Linked DNA regions of Rattus norvegicus: region 1 is linked to region 2. Evidence: chromatin contacts called from public Hi-C data. All regions are on one chromosome and are shown on one strand. Each heading gives the region's core, a stretch centred on a gene start, on an enhancer-like site or on the middle of the called end of the contact. The rest is flanking DNA. Distances are from core to core; before and after follow the strand shown. Region 1 overlaps LOC120103502 (a long non-coding RNA gene). Region 2 overlaps Klhl29 (kelch-like family member 29).

Region 1 (3,306 bases), core at 800-3,299, 290 kb after region 2:
TTATGCATCTAATCTGTAAGAATTTTTTCCATATTTGTGAAAGAAATTGAAAGCCATGTTTTTATTTGTGATGAGGGAAAAAACGGAGACAGGGTATATAATGGAATGAATTATACCTCCTCCCAACAATTTGAGTCTTAAAGCTCTAAATATTAGTACCTAAGAAAGTGGTAGGGTCTTTAAAGAAACTCTGACTGTGTTATTGTAAAAAGAAGTGATTAGGACAGAGAAACAATGAGTGGGAAAACCATGGGAACACAAGATGAACACAGTCATCTACCAGCTAACAAGAAAGGCCTCAGAAGCCAGCTGTGGTAATACCTCAGCCTTCTCCTGTGAGGAGGAGACTTTCTGTTTAAGCTGGTCAATCTCTTCTACTTCTATGATGTCCCCAGAAAACAAGTGCAGCAAGATACTTGTGTCACATGAAGTACAGAGAAAAACATTAAAAATTTAATAATAGCATTGCTAATCTTGCTTACCAACCTACCTCAGGGCTATAAATGTTCAAAGACCATTTTGTGGTAAAACACCTTGTAGGGGAAACAACATGGCTTCTGTCTTATGAGGAGAGCTGCATTTCCTTTGAAAATCTGTGCCTGGCTCTGGCAATATTCATTGGTGAATGCTGCCTGACCATGCTAGTTCATCTGTACATCAGGCTAACAGAAAATAGCTCACCTTATTTTATCTGGGTATTTTCCAAGGACTTCTGTTGCCCTTTGTCCTTTGTCACCAGGCTCTGGGAGATGAATTGCTAGGAGGCAGAGTTCCAGGAGACCTTAGGTTCCTTCTTTCATACATATTTGGAAAAGAGATGTTTCTGGATTCCACGGGAGCCTGCCACCTTGCCAAGGAGATAGATCACACAGATATATATCCTGGAACCATCATAAATGTCTCAGGTTTTGATGCATTTGAGTGACTTACAGAGCCAATAGCTTTGATCAAGTACCCAGCTCTACTGGATAAATAGAAAGATAATGAGACTTGAACAGCAGAAGACTGGGAGTCTGTGCGGGGAGATGGCACCTTGGCCTTGGGGAAGGTGAGGCAGGAAGAGCTGGTAGCTGCTGTTTGGCTGCTTTCCAAGCTTGCTGGGTAGTCTGGCTTTTCAGGGTCATGATTTGGAGATAACCTTTTGCCTTCCGAACACAGTCATTCCTTCTCTTGGATGAGGCTTCCTCCCTCCAAAACACTCTCATCTGTATTCGCCTTGTCCTTTTCCCAGAAGCCCCACTGACAGAAGGGCAGTAAGTGACTGCTTACTGATGGGTGATAGACACCAAGACAGTGAAGGGTTAGAGCCAGGGGTGGTGGACCTACTTCGTCTTTTAATATCCATTGGCTTTCTAGCTGAGGACAGTTGTGCTTGTGCATGTATGCGTGTGTGCGCCTAAGTGTTTGTGATTCCCTGCACAAGAAAAGGAATAGAGCCAAGATGAATGCACCTAGATCCTCCTTTCTATCCCCTGGCTTTATAGCTGACAGTAAAGAGGGAACCCTGGGCATCCTTCTTTTGCCTTATGGGTTAACCTTCTCTTACCATATTCCTCTTTAGCTCCCCCTTTCTCTTTTATTCCTCTCTTCCTGTTACTGCCTCTGTTTCTTCTTCCTCTTTCCTCTTCCCCTCCAGTCTTTGATGTACCATCATGTGGCATAGCTACTTCCCCCATTTCATTCTTTTAAGTTTTTCACTAGCATCGTTGATTAAATCTCAATCTAAACTGGTATTTATCAAGGATGACTATTCAATACATTTGTCACTGCTAGGCTTTGGAAACACGGAACAGGAGAGATGGGCCAGGCCTCCCGGAGCCAGAAATCAGGAGAGGAACACGGATGGCCACATCACAGCAGTCAGAAGAGAAGACTGAACAATTTGAGGAAAGTTCAGTGAGTATCATTTCTGTATGTCTTGATGGTCCAAAGACAACTGAGACGGAGATAAGATGATTAGGCAAATGGGGATCAAGGCAGTGCTCATATTACCCAGGAGTCTGTGGGAGGACTGAGCTCATGTCTTAGGCATGCTGATTACTTCACACTGACTCCCATAGTCCATCCCACTTAGCTACTGTTCCCTCGACAGCTTGGGCGGGGCTGCCCCTTGCAGTAGGATTTGTATCTAGATAAAAACCACAGCTTAGAAGAACAGCCATGTGCTAGAAGGGCATGTGGTAGGGAACCTTTTTTTCAATGACAAAGGGAAAAGGAGGCCCCCAGAATACCCTGACCCAGGTCAAGATCAAAATGACAATAAATGCAATAAATATGAGTAGACCTGGGGAGAGATGTTGAGAATGTGAAGCTATTCCTTTACACTTCATTTGGAGGAAAACCAGTGTGGGAAAGAAATACCTTTTCCAGCTCCTCTGTCTGGTATGTCTGGTATGACTGACTACTCACAACAGGTGTGTCCGTGCATGAGTTCACGCAGAAGTGTGTGTGTGTGTGTGTGTGTGTGTGTGTGTGTGTGTGATTCATTGCACAAGAAAAGAACTCCATCTAGTCTAGAGGCAACAGCCCGCCTCTCCTTATATGCCAGAAGTGACATTTAACCTGACATACTTCAAGAATGGTTACCTACTTCAGTATGATAAGTGCCAAAAAATTCTAGATAAAATTAGGTAGCCTTATTTCCTCTCCTCTCTCTCTCACATTCTCCTGTACAAATCAGAACTCCAGGGAAGTCTTTCATTCAGTTATTCAGTCAACAAATATATATTTAATGCCTATTAGACACAAGCTACTTTACTATGCAGAAGAAATATCAAGATTAATAGGAAATGACTTCTGCCCCAAGGATTGGTATGCCAGGCAAGGCAGACTCATAAATAGCAGAGAGGCCAGACCATGACTAGTAAGCTTGTTTTGTTGCTGTTGTTGAAGCAGGTAAGAGCTCTTAGCAAGCTGTGTTATAGCTTTATAGGGTTCATACGCTGAAGGAACATTTGTTTAGGGGAGGAAGTGGTATTTGAGCTAAACCTTGAATAATGAGCGGGATACGAATAAACAGACATTATCTTGGCCTTGCAACGAAAGGGAACAGCATCATAAATGACTGTCTAGAGGCAGGAATTCTAGCCCCATTTCCAGGGATTAGTGGGTAGTCTAATTGGTCTATACAGTGTATAAGAGGAAACATTCAAAAAGATCAAGTCCAGGCTCTTGAATGTCCTTATAGCAGTCTGCCCACACTTTGGTCACCAGGGTGAATGTGAAAATTGCTAAGATGTGGTTTGATTGAATGGATGTTTTAGAGTAACCATTCTGATCAAGTAGAGCGAGCAGGACTTGGAGATG
Region 2 (3,124 bases), core at 130-2,629:
GGGAACCTTCAGGAGGGTATTGGGCTATGAAGGGTCATGGGGTCATGTGGGAGAAGTATGACAAGTGCTCTTGAGCCCCATGGCTTGCCCAGAAAGCAGAGTGTGGATCCCAGGGAGAGCTGAGATGACAGAGAGGCGGGATGAATGGAGTCCAGCTTTGCCCTTGTCTCTTTCAGCGGACAGCCTGGCACAGCCTAACACGTGCTCACTGGGGCCGTGGTCTGAGTGCTTCCCCTCAAGATCTAGCGTACTCCAAGGCGACAGTGTGTGAAGATGGGGGCTTTGTTGGTGCTTATGTCAGGAGTGTGGAGCCTTCCTGAAGAGGATTAGGACCCTACGCCAGGTTTTGACATACCCAGGAGGTACCATATTGGAAGGAAAGGGCCTCTCTTGAACATTAACTGTGCTAATGCCCTGATCTTGGACTCTCTGGTTTCTAGAATGTATGTGATTTACAAGTCACCCAGCCTAAGATATTTTGCCATAGCTCCAGGGCGTGGCTACCACACAGACAACTCTGATATCTGTTAAGTCTCAAACTGACCTCCCATCTTGGCATCTCTAACTTCTTTTCCTGGGTTAATATTTCATCTTCCTGAGAGTTCCTTTTTTTAAAAAGATTTATTTTTATTTAAAAAAAAAATACATGCGTATGTTTGTATGTGTACATGTAAGCGCAGGTACCCACAGAGTCCAGAAGGGGGCGCTGTGTCCTCTGGAATTGGAGCTACAGGCAGTTATGAGGTATCTAGTGTGGGTGATCGGGTCTGAACTTGGATTCTCTACAAGAGCAGTACGTACTTTTTTTGTTTTTGCTTTTTTGAGACAGGGTTTCTCTGTGCAGCTCTGGCTGTTCTGGACCAGGCTGGCCTTGAACTCAGAGATCCATCTGCCTCTTCCTTCTGAGTGCTGGGATTAAAGGCGTAAGCCACTATGTCGAACTACGCAGTATGTATTTTTAGCTAGACTTGGCTTTTTTTTTTTAAAATCGTATCTGTCTCTGTGTAGTATCAAGAAAGTACAAAGGCAGAGGCTTGGTTCCATTCCAGTTCTTAATGCCCAGTAAAAGGAGGAGATGCCTATGTAGAGTCCGCATAAACAAATGAACGTTCTCTTAGAGCTCCACCACCCTTCCCCAAATAAAGAACACTTCGATTTGCTGCTCACTCTGCATGGTGTGCCCTGCTAGCCTGGCTCTGGGCATAGGCCACTGAAGCCATGAGGACTTATAGGGGTACTGGGCTGCTGGAGGGCTAACAGCAGATGCTGCCCCCGAAGTCCAGGCCTAGAGAGACAGTCTGGCCTCTCTGTAGGTGGGGGATCTCAGCTTAGGGTTGGCCACATTCAGACCTTCTAATAGGTCTGCAAAGGAATGTGGAGCCTGGGCAACGTGCCTGGAGTGTGGATGGAATTTATTGCACCCCAGGCTTCCTGAGTTTTAAGGTCTTGAATAGCAGTTCACATATTTTTGTGGGGGGGATAGATATGAAAAACACCCAAATCGAAACCCACAGGAAACAAACTGGGGAAATCTGGAGGCAGAGCATGAAATGCACAAATACACAAGCCAGAGCTGGGCAAACAGAGCAGGGAAAAGGGCCAAGCCAAACCAGGGCCTTGTAGAGAAACCAGAGCCTAGAGTGTTGCATTCCAACTTCAGAATATGAGCTACGACACGGGTACCACGGCAGGTAAACTGTAAGGGAAATATAGGATAAAAAAGGTGTAAGACAACCCCGCTACCCAGACAGGCTCACCATAGATGCTGTGTACAGCAGTGGCTCTCACCCTGTAAGTGGTGATTCCCACAGGGTCACAAATCACATTACAATGTATAACAATTTCTAATGGTAGCAAAATTAAAGTAGCAACAAGATAACTTTATGGTGGGGGGCAGGGTCACCACACCAAGAGGAGCTGTATTAAAGGGTCACTCAGCATTAGGAAGCTTGGGAATCACTGGCATAGAGGCTTGTGGTCTTTTAAGGGGAGGGGTTTAAACAGGGAGCCCTTCTTCAGCAGAACAGCAAAGGTCTCCCACGATCAGCTGTGTGCCTCTGCAGGCTGTCATAATATGGTAGGCACCAGCATGGCTGTTGAGAGCTGTTAAGTGTACAGCGCTGTAGAGTTGTACCTAGCAGCCTCTTCTGCCCTGTTCTTGGATGTCATCAGCACCCCCTTCTAAAGATCGTTGAGTCTTAAACTGGGGGAAGATCTTCAGACCTGGGGTGGCAGAGTTAACATCCACCCTGTGCAGTACTCAGAGCTGTTTGAGTTGGCCCGTCTTTGCTGAACTCAGAATTTCCTCCGAGGCAGAGTAAAAAAGTTTGCTTCCCAACCCTGGCCACCTTCAGATCCCAAATGTGCCTTTTGCATGCTGACCCTTCTGATATGGCAAACTGGTGGCAGGTACTCCTGCCTGGGGTCCTGGGCTCCCAACTAAAGCATCCTGTCAAGGAAGTTACCATGGACTGCAGAAAAGAGCAGAACTGAGGTGAACAGTCATGGAGGGCAGGACCCCCAATAATTCTGCCCTCCCAAGCCACTGTCTAGGGGCATCACACAGACATAGCCTCTTCTTGGCACTGCAGGGCTCGGGCAGTCCTATTAATAGTTCAGCTACAAGCCCAGCCTTCCTCCGAGTTTCCATTTCACTCGCACCAGATCTGGCTGTCCCTGTAGGGACAGCTTCCTTGTAAAACAAACAGCAGAATCAATATTTCTTTCACTAGGGGAGGCGTAGGGTCTTCAGACTGCAGGTCAGGCCCTTTTTACCTTCTCCTGGCCCAGTCCTGGGCCCGGGATGGGGAACCAATGTCTACCAGTACACACACTTTCTGCCTCAACCCAGCAATTTGATTACATTAAATTCGGCAGGCATTTACTATTGAACCTTCAATGTTTCAAAGCCAGCAGGGCCAGGAGGATGAATAAGACACACCTTGAGTCTGGGAGTTCGCAGGTAACCAGGAGGTGGACACCAGGAGACAGACCCTTAAACCATCTGCCATGGCGGACATAAATGTGGGTAGTTAGGATATTGCTGGAGACCCAGAGCCTGAAGCACCTGCCTTTAGGCACAGCCCTCCCCTTCGCCATGCTACCCAGGGCATTCTTGAGCCGG

The links. A called contact is a pair of places that touch in the nucleus more often than the background predicts.
Region 1: a contact with region 2 is called in a Hi-C map of the A7r5 cell line, with 2.5 times the contacts expected there. The contact joins two enhancer-like sites. A contact is called at or near these places in 2 of 12 Hi-C or Micro-C datasets (the A7r5 cell line and hepatocytes).

What each region holds. Positions count from the first base shown.
Region 1 is chr6:34,204,337-34,207,642 of GRCr8, forward strand. LOC120103502 (a long non-coding RNA gene) reads left to right here. Exons shown (of 6, transcript XR_005505756.2): 3 at 1,774-1,896. Among named protein-coding and RNA genes, the nearest start is that of Klhl29, 96 kb to the left of the region's middle. Within about 2 kb of position 2,050, at least 6 of the 93 cell types and tissues checked have an H3K27ac peak or open chromatin away from gene starts, as enhancers often do. A contact at or near this core is called in the A7r5 cell line, where this site is marked.
Region 2 is chr6:33,917,117-33,920,240 of GRCr8, forward strand. The region is part of intron 3 of Klhl29 (kelch-like family member 29); the gene reads right to left. It overlaps LOC120103500 (a long non-coding RNA gene), which reads left to right. Exons shown (of 2, transcript XR_005505754.2): 2 at 177-1,166. Among named protein-coding and RNA genes, the nearest start is that of Klhl29, 190 kb to the right of the region's middle. Within about 2 kb of position 1,380, at least 28 of the 93 cell types and tissues checked have an H3K27ac peak or open chromatin away from gene starts, as enhancers often do. A contact at or near this core is called in the A7r5 cell line, where this site is marked.